2 separate regions of the Sus scrofa genome follow, and region 1 is linked to region 2. A link is a contact called in public HiChIP or PLAC-seq data. All regions are on one chromosome and are shown on one strand. The core of a region is the stretch at or near the end of the contact, and the rest is flanking DNA. Distances in the headings are between cores, read along the strand shown. Region 1 overlaps ZEB2 (zinc finger E-box-binding homeobox 2). Region 2 holds the start of ZEB2 (zinc finger E-box-binding homeobox 2).

Region 1 (6,517 bases), core at 3,552-6,051, 110 kb after region 2:
ATTGGCTACCACTGAACCAATCAACAGTTGGACCTGGAGGATGGAGGGCTAAGATTGCTTCACTTCAGGTGCAGATGAATCCACTGTAGCTAGGGGAACAAGATCATGAGACAGTGTGGCTTCTGCCTTGAGTACCATAAAATTTGGCAATAGGAACAATGGCAAACCATTCCAGGCAAAGGAGAACATTGTGGTGCTGGGCAAGAAAAGCATATGTCACTAGTATCCATAGCAATACCAGGAAGAAACACATTATATCCATGGTGGTTATACCTAGATCATAGAAGGGTAGTTTCTAACCTACTTAAATGACTCTGCGTATTGAGATTATAACTCAATAACTTAAATGATTAAGTACTCTGTCCTTCATGAAACCCTTTTTGATTACTCATCTGAGCCCTGGCAAACTCTTGAAATTATTTATGATCTCGACTACAGTTTATCATAAATTGTTCTATAGTTTCTTGTATAGTAGGTCTAAGTTCCTAGCTCAACTGTAAGTATCTTACCATATGCTTACTTTTATTATAAGACTTCTGCACCAACATTAGTGTTAAGAACATAATTTATTCCCCATTCATTCCGTAAATGATTCTTGAGTGCCCGCTAATTTCTAGGCAATATTCGAAGCTCAGGATACAAAGATGATCAAAGATGATCCTTAAAGAGAGCACATGATTTGGTATCTTTTGTTCCCATCACACTTGACATAGAAATCTAGGATGGCTAAATTTGATCTAGCAAGTGAATTGCCTCTCCAAATACCAGTAATGTATCTAGATGCAGTTTAGTTTGCCTATCCAGAAAAATCAGAATTTCCCCCCTTTTAAGCCGAAAGGCTATTAATGCAAATCCAATTGAATTTGCATTTGATTACATTTCTGATGGAAACATTCATATGCAAATGAAAATTCATGCAAAGATAGCCAGATAATTCAAATACTTGCTGAAATATCAAGATAAAATTAGGATGATATTCAGTATACATCCATCCATGTTTACTAGGTTACACTAAGGATCTTCAGGTGGGAAAATGTTTTTGAAAAACTTAAATAGTGACTAAACATTTGGCAACATTCAAATAGATCTGGATTGAGAAAGTTTTTGTTACCTTACTTTCTATGGCTACAGTGCTGAAAAAGTCAGTCCCTGGTCAAATCAGTCAAGTCGTTCAAAACAGGTTCATCTTGGACCCATATATTTTGTCCCTTTTATCTTCCCTTCCCTTTAAAACAAAAGATCATTTTTGATAGATCTGAAGTTATTTTGATGATCCAAAATGATGAACAGATAGTTTATGCAAGCTGGCAGTTCTTTCATACTCCCTAGTGACTTAATGGTGTAAGTTAAATGACACCAACACAATCACCACCAATAAGTATCCTCTGGAAAACATCCGTGGCAGTAGACTGGAGGAAAAATGATCTTTATCAGTGTCTGTCCTCTTCTAAGAAAAGATGTTGAGACTTAAGATTGTAAGAGAAGATTTAAATGAAACTTTAATATATAAAATCCTAATCCACTATTGCACATTCCAAACCCATATTTGAAGGAAGAATGCAATTGCTTTCATTAATATTAACACAAGTTGGAGTGGCAAAAGAGAAAGGTTTGAGATCACAGTATTCAGATGGTAAGCACTTAGTTTAATAGTCTACAAAGTGTAATGCTCCCCAGTTTCCTTTTATTTGATCCAATGTATTCCTTCATAGTTCCAAGTCTTTTTAGGATTCCCATGTTTCTTGCTTTGGTAAATGTCACTTAAATCCATCAAATTCAAAAAGACTGAACTTAAGGAGAATCTTAGCCTCATCCCTCCTTGGCACACCCAATCCTTTCCCAAATCTAATGATCTTACTATTTAAGTACCTCTCAAATCTAGCTACTTCTTACAGTCTCCATAACCAATTCTTTAACCTTTATCATTTGCCTGACCAATGGCAAGAGACTCCTAAGTGGCTTTCCAGAATCTCCTTTTCCCTTCCTGCAATCCCTATCACACTGTCATTTTAAAAATGCAGACTGGAGTTCTTGATGTGGTACAGTGGGTTAAGAATCCAACTGCAGTGGCATGGGTTGCTGTGGTGGTTCAGAGTCTATCTCTGGTTAAAGGATCTGGCATTGCCACAGCTGCAGCATAAGTTGCAGCTGCAAATTGGATTCAGTTCTTGGCCTGGGAACTTCCATATGCCCAGAGTGCGGCTATTAAAAAAAAAAAAAATGCAGATAATCCCTAAATTCATCCAGTCATTCTTCTTGCTTGATACCCTTCAGTGGCCTCCTATTCCTCTTAGAAGAAAACCCAAATCTTAATAGGGCTAGCACACACTGTAGGGTTTGGTCACTGCCTTCCTCTCCACCCTTACAACATGCTGCTCCCCTTTCCATACTCTAACAGGGTCCTTTTAGATCCTATAAATGTTCCATGTTCTTTCTGGTCACCACCGCTCTACAGTAGCTTCTAAAGTTAGTTAACTTCATGCTTCTCAATTAAGGCTTTCCTGATCTCCCAGACTTCCTCCAGTTCTCAACAGGTCCCCCTGTTACTCCTATAATACCACTGTACAGCTTTCTTTCATGATGCTTATCTGAGTTTGTAAGATATATTTTTGAGAGAGTATCAGTTGTATTGATCAATCTCAAGGCTTCCTGGGGAATGAGGCTGGATTGTTTTTTGCTTATCCAAACAAGACATGATGCTCGTCACATACCAGGCATTCAGTAAATACTTGATTAATTGAAGGTTCCACTTTCTATACTCTTAGCAGTTCATAACAGTGAAAGCCAAAAATAAAAATAAAAATTGATTGGCTTGCTTGAACACCACCCTGCCACAAATTTCCTGGGAAATTAGGATGGCAAGTACTGTAATATCTTTTATGACAGAGAAGGTAAGGTAAAGAATAGTGGAATCAAGGTTAACTGCTCTCAAAAACTATGGCTCCACCATTACTTGTACTGGCAGAAGGCTCTTTTTCACTTACTTCTGGTAGAGAAAAATGTGGCCGCCATTCTCCCAACACTGTCTTGTGCACAAAAGTTTTTACTTAGGATATTTAAGCCACTACTTATTTCAGAAACGTATCTACAAATTTCAAATAGACAGTCTTGTGACAGAAGTAGCTAAAATTGATTTACAACTATTATTCGTATCATGGGAATAGAGTCATAACTATACAAGTTAAATATCATATAAAAATCACACAACAGTATAGTCACTTTCTTAATTCCGTCTGCTACTTTTTATTTTGTATCTATCAGTGTGAGTTTAATTTTATTTTCAGCAGCTTTAAAATACTGAGCTAAACACTGAAATTTTAAGGAAAGATAAACTCCCACATTCCATGATTTTTTAACAAAGTCCCATTATTATCTCTCTAGGGTTATCTTTCCTTTTGCATCTCTCTCTGACTGTATAATCCTAGTGGTCTGTGATGTTCAGAGAGTGAAGGGTTAAAAGCTTATATTTGGCAACAGGATGTATATGTGGTTAGAGGAATGTTAAGTTTAGTGGACCATAAAAAATTAAATATACCTTTCTTAAAAGGAAGTTTTATATAGACCATTAAAGTAGCTTTGAGCTCACGCTATCTCTCATGTTTTCGGATCTTGGAATGTAGTTCTTTTTTTGTTAATTTTCCCTGAAAAATACTTAAAATTTTCTTTCATTCTTTGTGACTCACACAGACTAGTGTTCCAGGAAGAGGAAAATAAAATATGCCCATGTAACTTAAAGCAAAGTGTCCTCTCCTCTTTTTTGGCATATATTATGAGAATAAGCATTCAGTCAGTCACTGGTCATCTTCAACACTTCCTACAAATCAGCTAGGTACTGGTTATCTTTTTTGCAAGTCAATGTGTCTTATGGTGATGAAGGCAGTCATGGGTTTCTAGGAAAAAGGCCTTGAGAAGACATTTCGTCTCCTTTTTACCGTTTCAGTTAAGAATGCAAATTGCACATCAGACTTTGAGGAATACTTTGCCAAAAGAAAACTGGAGGAACGAGATGGCCATGCAGTCAGCATCGAAGAGTACCTTCAGCGCAGTGACACAGCCATTATTTACCCAGAAGCCCCTGAGGAGCTGTCTCGCCTTGGCACGCCAGAGGCCAATGGGCAGGAAGAAAATGGTGAGGCTGTAATTCATTTTTAGCCACGATGCTGACCTCTGCAGCTGTTACAATTACAAATGCACTACATGCCTGGGTGTTTACCTTAAAATTTGAAGAACAGCTGCAGAGGCATGGAATTTCATGAGCAAAGATTAGAACTGTAATTTTAGGGTATTGTGAAATTTTTTTGTCAGCAAATTTGTGTCATCTGTACATCCAATAAAGAACAAGAACAATTAGAGCCTATTTCTAAGAGATAAAAATATCTAAATTGATTCCTATCTTTCCAAAATATTTCACTTTTGAGGAGAAAAAAAAAGTTTAGAAATACTGACCCTGACCTTTCCTTCTTCTTTCCGGGGACACCTGAAAAGCTCCTTCACTCTGTGAATTCCTGGGTCACATGTGACTAAAGGTTTGCTACGAACTGTCAGTCACCTAAAGAGAATTTCCTCATTTATCAGCTGTTTAAATTCTCCCCCAAACGCTCCAGTAATTAATTAATTTTCCAGCGCAGTGTGAGCTGATTCCGACAAGTCTGTGCTGGGTGTGCGAGGGGACCTGCATGCGGGGAGGCCACGTGTGATGATGGCACTCTCGTGGAGCAGATTGCAGTGATTCCTGTCACACCATCCCGGGCAGTCAGCCCATTAGCTGCCATTGATTTACTGACCTTTTGGCCCGCTTCTCTCCCTCTCGTCTCTCGGCTACAGACCTGCCACCTGGAACTCCAGATGCTTTTGCCCAACTGCTGACCTGCCCCTACTGCGACCGGGGCTACAAGCGCTTGACATCGCTGAAGGAGCACATCAAGTATCGCCACGAGAAGAATGAGGAGAACTTCTCCTGCCCTCTTTGTAGCTACACGTTTGCCTACCGCACCCAGCTCGAGCGGCATATGGTGACGCACAAGCCAGGCACAGATCAGGTGGGGGGTTGGTTTTAAGTGATTTCTTTCTATAATAACCCCTTAGAGAAACGATATTGCTTTGATTGGCAATCATTATTAATTTTTCATGGCATTTTGAAGATGCAGATCTTTTAATGGTAATAGCTTTAATTGAGGTCTAAATGATTTTTTGATGGTCTCTTCTAATATGATTTAATAGTCTTATGTTCACGATCGAATGAGTGTGTTAATTTCTAATTTAGAAATTTTATTTGCACTTTAACTTGACTTTAGTTTCATCTTTATGTTCCACAAAAAGTGAATGAAATTGTAGCATTTTAATTATACAGTATTAAACATCTCAGCAATTTTAATTCCATTTTTTACCTAGTTTTACTTAGAAATTTTTTCTCTTCATATAGGATCCAAGTCATAGTAAAAGGAGCGTGTATTTTTTCGTTGGTCACATAACATCTTCAATTACTTAGACTGTTTTTACAAGCTGCTACTAGTTTATGAAATCTAATTAAGTGTTTTAAGGAAAATCAAAAAAGCATCTAATGTGTATGCATATCTATACGAAGGAAACTGGATTAATACTAAAATGTTAGATACACAATAAAAATGATCCCTTCTTGATATGTTGCATCTTTGTTGCTAAGTCTTAAAACTGCCCTGCCTCTTTTGGCTTACTTGTGTTAAAAATAAAAACTATCTTGAACAGGTTAGCATAGCTTCTTAAATCCTTAAAATGATGGAATAGGATTCATTCATAGTGTCCCCTAAATGTTTTATCAAAACTGTTCTTTCTGTCCCCCTGGGAGCATTGACTGCAGATTGGTATTATGGTCTGCCTTAAGTCCCAACAACTAGCCCTACAAACCTGGAACCACCCTGTATAAAGCCTGATACCATATTTGTTTTTAAAATTATTGAACAGGATATTCTCTAACATTCTTATGTTTCTTTTTTATGGGCTTTATTCTCTTTGAATCAGGAAGATGAGAATAAGCAAACACGATCAAGCAATGGTGATGATACTAGATTATGGAATTTCACTCTTCTAAGAAAACAGCTTATATAAATCATTTCTATCTGATTGAACTTGTCACCTGAATATTTTTCAAAGTTCAGTTATAAAAACTATGCTTGCATAGTTACACTTATGTAACAGTTTATCTTCCTTTGCTTATGTGCATAAAAACTCCAGGAAAAAAAAAAGTGCCTAGATATTTGTCTAGCATAACTGCTTTAAATTTCACATGCAGAAGTGTGATTGTGTTGGCGCATTATGAATGGTAGCTTTGGTGTTGAAAAGTCCCCTCATTTGCTCATGGCATTTACAATTAGTAAATTAAAATGATTGTATCATATTAACAGTGGCACAACTAAAGTTTATAGTAGTCCTCTGAGGGCTGTGGGGGGAGACAAAGCAGCTGTTGCTGTTTGTTTATGCAACTCAGCAACATATGAGCGCTGGTCCCTCAATGGCGCTCGGCGGGCTGGGCTCCGCTTGA
Region 2 (6,776 bases), core at 186-2,685:
ATCTTAATATAAGTAAAAGTCTAGTGTTGGATCAGGGTGTTATTTGTTTCAGATTTCATCAGACTGAAAACAGGGGGCTGTAACATATTAACAATATTAAAGCAGAAAATTTTGGCATGAGGCTGCTCTTCAGTCCTCTTGACACCTCCACCTTTACCTTTGCAAGAAAGCCCAAAGGCAGTGGGACTGAAAGTTTATTTGTGCTCTGAGGTTCTCAAGCACTTTCACTCTTAAAACAACAACAACAACAACAACAACAAAAAAACCTCACAGTTCTTTAAGAAACTGAGCCTGAACCACTGGAGGCTAAGAGATTTCTTCCTTTTCCTATAAATGCCTGTGCTCAGCATCCTCAAATTTGGCTGTCTTTATTTACTTCTATATTAGTTCCAATTATGTGCAGTGTAAACCAGCTTTTTGATTAACAAAACAGCAGAGCATTGGTTAAGAACACTTAAACTTCAAAAAAAATTCCCCTGGGAAGTGGGCTCTGAATTGGTTAATAATGTGCAGTACTTGCTAAATTGCTGACTTCCAGATGTGGAAAATATCTTTCTTGTTTAGGACCTATGTAACCTGATTGGATTACGACAGAAGCGTCACGTTGGAAGCTTTTGAGTGATTATTTAATTAACCATACAGTAGAAAGCTGTATTCTCCAGGAAATCCCTTCCATATTTACATAACCAATCCCTTCAGAGCAAAGGTGGAGTCTTTTCTTTTTAATTTTACTTTAATTGCAATATCAAAAAATGTATACTCCAAAACTTAGACCCCATGCCGTTTAATATCATGCTCATCCTTCCCTGCTAAGTTCCTCTATGGCCTTTCTCCTATTCCTCCTGCCTCCCTACACACACACACACACACACACACACACACACACACTCCCTCACTTTGTAGTGAGGTCTCCGTGAGATGTAGAGAGACTCAGAGATCGAGGCAACTCAGCCCGCTATGTTAATTCACTTAGAGACCCTTTTTAAAAATGCCAAACCACTTTTTAGTATTGGGATCCAATCCAGAAATTCATCACACACACACACCCCCAACACACACCCTAAAATGCAGTTCACATGCAACATTTTTTTTTTCTGGCTCTGGCATCTAAAAAGACAAAAAAATAAGAGAAAGGGCAAAAAATTTAGTTCCAGAAGCTGTGCTGAGAAATCCACACAACTTAATGTGCATCTCAAATCTGGTCATTAGAGATATCTGTATAAGAAGAAGCGATCTGGATTGAAGAACCGGGATCTTTCCCTTTAACTTTCGCCCCTTAAGAGTTCTCCAGTTCTGTGAATGGTGTGCACCGTTTTCCGCCCTGTACTCTGTAGGATTTAGTGATGAGGAGATGAGGATAATGATGCCAAAGGCTTTACGGGGGGGGGGGGGGCGTGGAGAAGGGAGGGAGGGAGGCGAGAGGGAGGGAGAGAGGAAGGGAGGGAGGTGGAATTTCATTTCTTCCACTAAAGCGTTTGCGGAGACTTCAAGGTATAATCTATCCCAGATCCTTTCCCAGAGAGAAACTTGGCGATCACGTTTTCACATGATGCTCACGCTCAGGGCGCTTCAATTATCCCTCCCCACAAAGATAGGTGGCGCGTGTTTCAGGGTCTCTCTCTCTCCTACAGAAAAGAAAAAGAAAAAAATGTCATTAGAAGAGGCGTAACACGTCAGTCCGTCCCCAGGTTTGTGTTTCCTGGAGTGGCCGAAAGAGATCAGTTCTAACCTGCTCCGCAGGAATAACGGTCCTGCCTCCCGACACTCTTGGCGAGGTTTTGTACAGTTTGCTCCGGGAGCTGTTTCTTCGCTTCCACCTTTTTCTTCCCCACACTTCGCGGCTTCTTCATGCTTTTTCTTCTCACCATTTCTGGCCAAAACTACAAACAAGACTTCGCAGGTAGGTTTTTTTCCCCCTTTTCTCTCTTTTTATTCCTTTTTGGCATGGTCATCCCCCACCCTCCTTTCATGATTTTCTCCTTTTAAGTGAGGATGGGAGTCTGAAGTGCGAAGGAGTGTCTGTGGGTAGGAATTTCAGGTGGGTTTAGCTCCTTTACGGCAAGCTTTTCCCAAGAGTGACTTCTTGGATTTCTCTCTCACTCCCTCTCTCTCTCCTTCCTTTTCTCTTTTTTCCTCCTCCAAATAATTTGCCCTGTACCTGTCCATTCAGGTAACCAAAGGTGCCTTTTGCTACCCAGCCTAGGAAAAGTTTTATTGAGAACTATGTGGTTGGAATAAAAACTCTTCAGGGGGAGAGGTTCTGCTCTATTGTCATGTCTAATTCCAATTCATTGTATTCAGCAATTAAAACTTGGCAAATACCTGTTAATAATTACAAAACTTGATGGATACAAACCTACCAAATTCGGGAGCAAGTCTTTCTCTTAGATATGGCAGTCCAACCTTTTCTACCGAAGAAGGCTGTTTTCTAAGCAGAAAGTTGCTTGTTTTTGTCTGCTTAGCGAGTTTCATTTCTTTATTTCATTCTTTGTGTGTGTGTGTATGTGAAGTAACACCTCACTTCTGTGATGATAAATAAAGAAGTGAAAGTCCTCATGGAACTTGAGTCGTTTACCAAAGTAGTGGGGGGGGGGGTCACTACAGTTGGGAAGAAAACTGTCAGGATATTAGAGTTTTAAATTAGGGATAACTTTTGAAATTGTATTTCAAATGGCAAAGTAATATAGACATGGATTTCACAGGAGACACATACATACAAATATTCCATGCCATACTTTGGCACTGAAAAGTCAAGAGAGATAGCAGGAGTTCCCAGGAACAGTGGTGAGCCCCGCTAACATGAATGTGTTTATCTCCCACTTACTTATATATTTTACATGCTCCCCCTATAATGATGAAGGCAAGATTACTAACTCCAGAGTTAGAAATAACAGGCAAAGATAAAGTTTACAGCACAAATGCCCTGTCTCTCCCTCACACACAAATGCTCATAAAACTAGCAGCTTACTTTATTAAACATATATTTATATGCAATCGTGTGTAAGTCTCAGCATGAATACAGACAGGCCAGCTGTTTCATCCCAGATACTTGTGTGACCATTTCTTTATTTCAGGAATTTTTCCCAACAATTTCAAATCCATAGGAGAGCCAAGAAATGAGAAAATGTGTTAAAAGTCTCCCACTATGCCTAGGTTAAATTCAAGGTGCTTTCTAAATCATCCACTTCCCCTTCTTTCTGCCCACCGCCCCCCCAACCTCCACCCCTGTCAGCAAATGTGTGGAAACTGATACTCACTTTCCAGGTTTTCCGCAAAGCCTTTAGCACAGGAGACAATAGGTGCGGGACGTGGGGACTGAGTGTGCTCGGCAGAGAAAGGGTTAATGGCCCTTGTGTTACAGTTTGCATCTGTTACATCTTTTATAGCCCCCTGTTTAAACTAATCCTCGAGGCACAGCATCTTCCCAACCTCCACCGAGTTTCGGGATTCTCCTCCTCTCCAGCCTGCCTCTGAGGTTCCCCTTCTCCAAGTTTTGACAGTTTCAGCTGAAAAAAATGCAGCGCCTCTCTCGATTTTTAGGTACAAAAGTTTCGAAGCCAGAAAGGATACGATCGTTTAGTAGAGCTTAAAAGTATTGCCGTCGCGGTTGGACTTTCTCTTTCCTTTCTTGAGGGGAAAAAACAATTTTCTACTGGAACTATTTAAGGGAACCAGTGTGGGGGAGCATGTGTGTGAGTGAGGTGGGGGGAAATACTTAAGTAAATATTGTCAAAGTGGCGAAGGTTGGGGGGAAGGGACAGTGTCCAAAGAAGCTTATAATTATATTTTTTATTGCGGCGTGAAACGGGAAATTTTAATTTGGGGGCGGAGGTGAGGGGGGAGGAAGAGACAGTGCCTCGATAAACTCCGAAAGGGGAGGGGAGGGGGCGCGGGACGAGTGGGCTTCCTATAATTACTATTATCAATTTGCCCAAGTGTGCTTCATCCGGGGGTTGTTTCGCGTTGTTTGTTTGTTTGTTTGTTTGCTTCCTCTGGGGAATGGGGTGGGGGGGGATGAGACAAGATGAGGGCTAAAGAAAGCCTCGCCTCACCCCAAGTTCCGAGCCAGGCTGAGGACTTTTCGGAGGAAAGGGTCCGCCTAGCCCTGAGTCAAGCAGCCTTACTGTACCGCCGTGTGCATTCCCTCATACGGTCAGGAGTTATGACTCATTTTGAAGATGTAATTCTTGTCTCTCTGATCCCCTCGCGGGTGCAACACACCAAACAGTAACAAACACAAAGCGCCTCGGGGCCAAGGCTGGGGGTGGGGGGCGGGGAGGGGGCCGCCGAAGTTTCGCTTTGGCGTTGGGGGGCGCGGATGGGTGCTCGCCGGGGCCCTGGCCCGGCTCCCCTGGGCGGCCCGCGCGCGTTTCAATGGGCGCGGGCGATGCCCACATTGTCGCTGTGTTTGGTTGCTAGATCGAGCCTGCGTGCTGCCGAAGCAGGGCGCCGAGTCCATGCGAACTGCCATCTGATCCGCTCTTATCAATGAAGCAGCCGATCATGGCGGATGGCCCCCGGTGCAAGAGGCGCAAACAAGCCAATCCCAGGAGGAAAAACGGTAAGAAGCGGCCCAAACCAAACTTTTCCGGGCCACTCCGCGGCTCCAGACCGGGGGAGAAGGAGGGGGAACGGGAAAAGGAACCGAGGCGGCGGCGGCGGCGGCGCCCAGGGCTCGCAGGCGAGCCTCCCTCCGCGGCCGGCCCTGGAGCCCGGCGCGCGCGGCGACTGGACAGGGGGGAGTTGGGGAAGTGCCCGGCAAAGTGAGCGTCAGGCGCCGGGGGCTCCGAGAGCTGGGGTCCGGCCGGGGCCCCGCGCCCCCACCCCCGCCGCCCCCTGCGCCCCCGCCTCCGCCCTCCCTCAGCCTCCGCCTCCCGCTCCACTAGCGCCCGGCCCGCCGGCTCCCCGGCTGGGCTTAGGGAGCGTCCGGCGAAGGCAGGGCGGGGGCCCCGGCGCCGGGTCGTACTGGATCCCGGGGCGGGGGCGGGGGTGGCAGAGGGACTGCGAGGGCAGGAGAGGAGGCCTGGGGCTGTGCCTTCGCAAGGCTTAAAGTTTCTTGCCGGAGTCGCCCGGCCGCCTCTGCATACGCCAAGTAACGGTCCGCAGGCAACGGGGCCCGGCCGGGCGCGCCCGGACCCTGGTGTGGGAGGGACTCCGTCGGCCCCGCGCGGGGTCCGGCGAGATCGGTGCGGGCTCGGGGGCGGGTGGTTCCTCTCCAACAGGCTCTGGTCCCACGCCGGGGGCTGGCGGAATCGGAGAGCTCAGGGAGACTTTTCCGGGCAGTTTCAACATGGTCAGGAGGAGCCCGTTATCCAAGCTGAGTCAAGGAGGAAGGAGATGGGGGCGCGAGGGGGACACGTAGAGCAGAGGTGGGAGATCAGAGGGTTGACAGTTTAGCAGAAACATCTCGGGAAGGGTCAGAGAAGGGAGCGAGTGAGAGAGGAAGCGAGAGGAAGGGAGAGAGAGAGAAAGACCTCCTAGGTATTACCCCAAACAAAATCGTGGGAATAAAAGAGAAAAGTGATTGGCAAGAGCGCAGAAGGCGCCTGGGGGAGGGGAGAGAGCTGGGGACCAGACAGGGTGCCGGGGGGGTGGGGGAGCTGACGGAGGATACTGAGTTTAAAAAGAAAAACCAACCCCCCAAAACAAACAAGCGAACTAGCGCCAGCTCAGACTGGGAAAGGAAACTTCTCGCTCCCCTCGCTCTCAGCCTGATCACCCGGCGCGGGGCCGCGTTGACGCTCCCAAGCCGGACCCGGGGACGCGGCGCCGGCCTGGCCTCGGGCCTCCCGCAAGCCCAGCCCGCGCCTCGCGGGACCGCCGGGGCCCACTTGGAGCAACTTTTCTCTAGAGAAGACCATTGTGCGCACCCCGGGCCTGCCCCTGAGCTGCGCGGCAAGGGGAGGGGGTGGCTGGGGGCGCGGTGAGAGGTGCTGGAGGGAGAAAAACACAAAGACGAGGGAATTTTGATTAGAGACAAATGATGCTTCTCTCTGTCTCTCTGTCTCTGTCTCTCTCTAGGTTTCGCGTGCGCGCGCGCGCGCATGTGTGTGTGTGTGTGTGTGTGTGTGTGTGTGTGTGTGTCTTTTGCTTGTTGTGGTGGAGGTGTCGAGCCATATGGGGGAGTGATAGAGGAATTTTAGTCAGAAACTGTTCGTTATGTTATCCTGCCTTTTCCCTTTGTGCTGCCTTTGATCTATTTGCTTGGCTTAGTATTACAAAAAAACAAGTACAATAATATATTCCGAGCTGCTTCTCCAGGATCCAGTTCAGGCTGCTTCTTTTTAAGTCTCTCTCTCCCTCTCTCTCTCTCTCTCATCCTCTCTCTTAATTTAATTTTTTCTTCACCCTAGTGTCTGGCATTATTTAAGGTGGTCCTTACACTGGAGACCTCCCCTTCCCCATCTCTGGGTAATTTAGTAGACACTAAAATTACACCTAATGTCCCGCTCTCCTCTGTTGTGTTTCCTCTGTTCCTTTTATTAAATGTTGGTTATTGATTTTCTAAAATCAATGTCTGTTGTGGGGCTTTTTCCCCCCTCTCACAAGTATCTAAAGCACATTGCTGATCAACTGGATAACAAAAGCTTTGTGTCAAGGAGGCTTTTTTTTTTTTATGTTAAACAGTTTTTTTTTTTTTTTTTTTTTTTTGAGAGAGAGAGAGAGGGAGAGAAAAGAGAATAAGATTTAAAGCAAGGTTCTCAGAAGTGTCCTTTTGCACCAGAGACCATTTAGAATGTTTGTTTCTTCTTGTCTGCCTCCTCCAGCCCCCTTCA

What was found. HiChIP or PLAC-seq counts read pairs in DNA pulled down with a chosen protein or histone mark.
Region 1: a contact with region 2 is called in an H3K27ac HiChIP or PLAC-seq map of skeletal muscle, with 2.9 times the contacts expected there. The contact joins the enhancer-like site here to the promoter of ZEB2 in region 2. A contact is called at or near these places in 2 of 5 promoter capture datasets (fetal liver and liver), 4 of 47 Hi-C or Micro-C datasets (embryonic fibroblasts, fetal heart ventricle, fetal skeletal muscle and 1 more) and 2 of 2 datasets of contacts at active chromatin or transcription factors (alveolar macrophages and skeletal muscle).

Annotation. Positions count from the first base shown.
Region 1 is chr15:7,607,205-7,613,721 of Sscrofa11.1, forward strand. It overlaps ZEB2 (zinc finger E-box-binding homeobox 2), which reads left to right. Exons shown (of 10, transcript XM_021076506.1): 5 at 3,941-4,129; 6 at 4,825-5,039. Among named protein-coding and RNA genes, the nearest start is that of ZEB2, 110 kb to the left of the region's middle. Within about 2 kb of position 4,802, at least 8 of the 83 cell types and tissues checked have an H3K27ac peak or open chromatin away from gene starts, as enhancers often do. A contact at or near this core is called in fetal skeletal muscle and skeletal muscle, where this site is marked.
Region 2 is chr15:7,497,444-7,504,219 of Sscrofa11.1, forward strand. It overlaps ZEB2 (zinc finger E-box-binding homeobox 2), which reads left to right and starts at 1,436. Exons shown (of 10, transcript XM_021076506.1): 1 at 1,436-1,900; 2 at 4,420-4,561. The coding sequence starts at 4,489. It overlaps LOC110257199, which reads right to left. Exons shown (of 2, transcript XR_002339482.1): 2 at 1,787-1,880.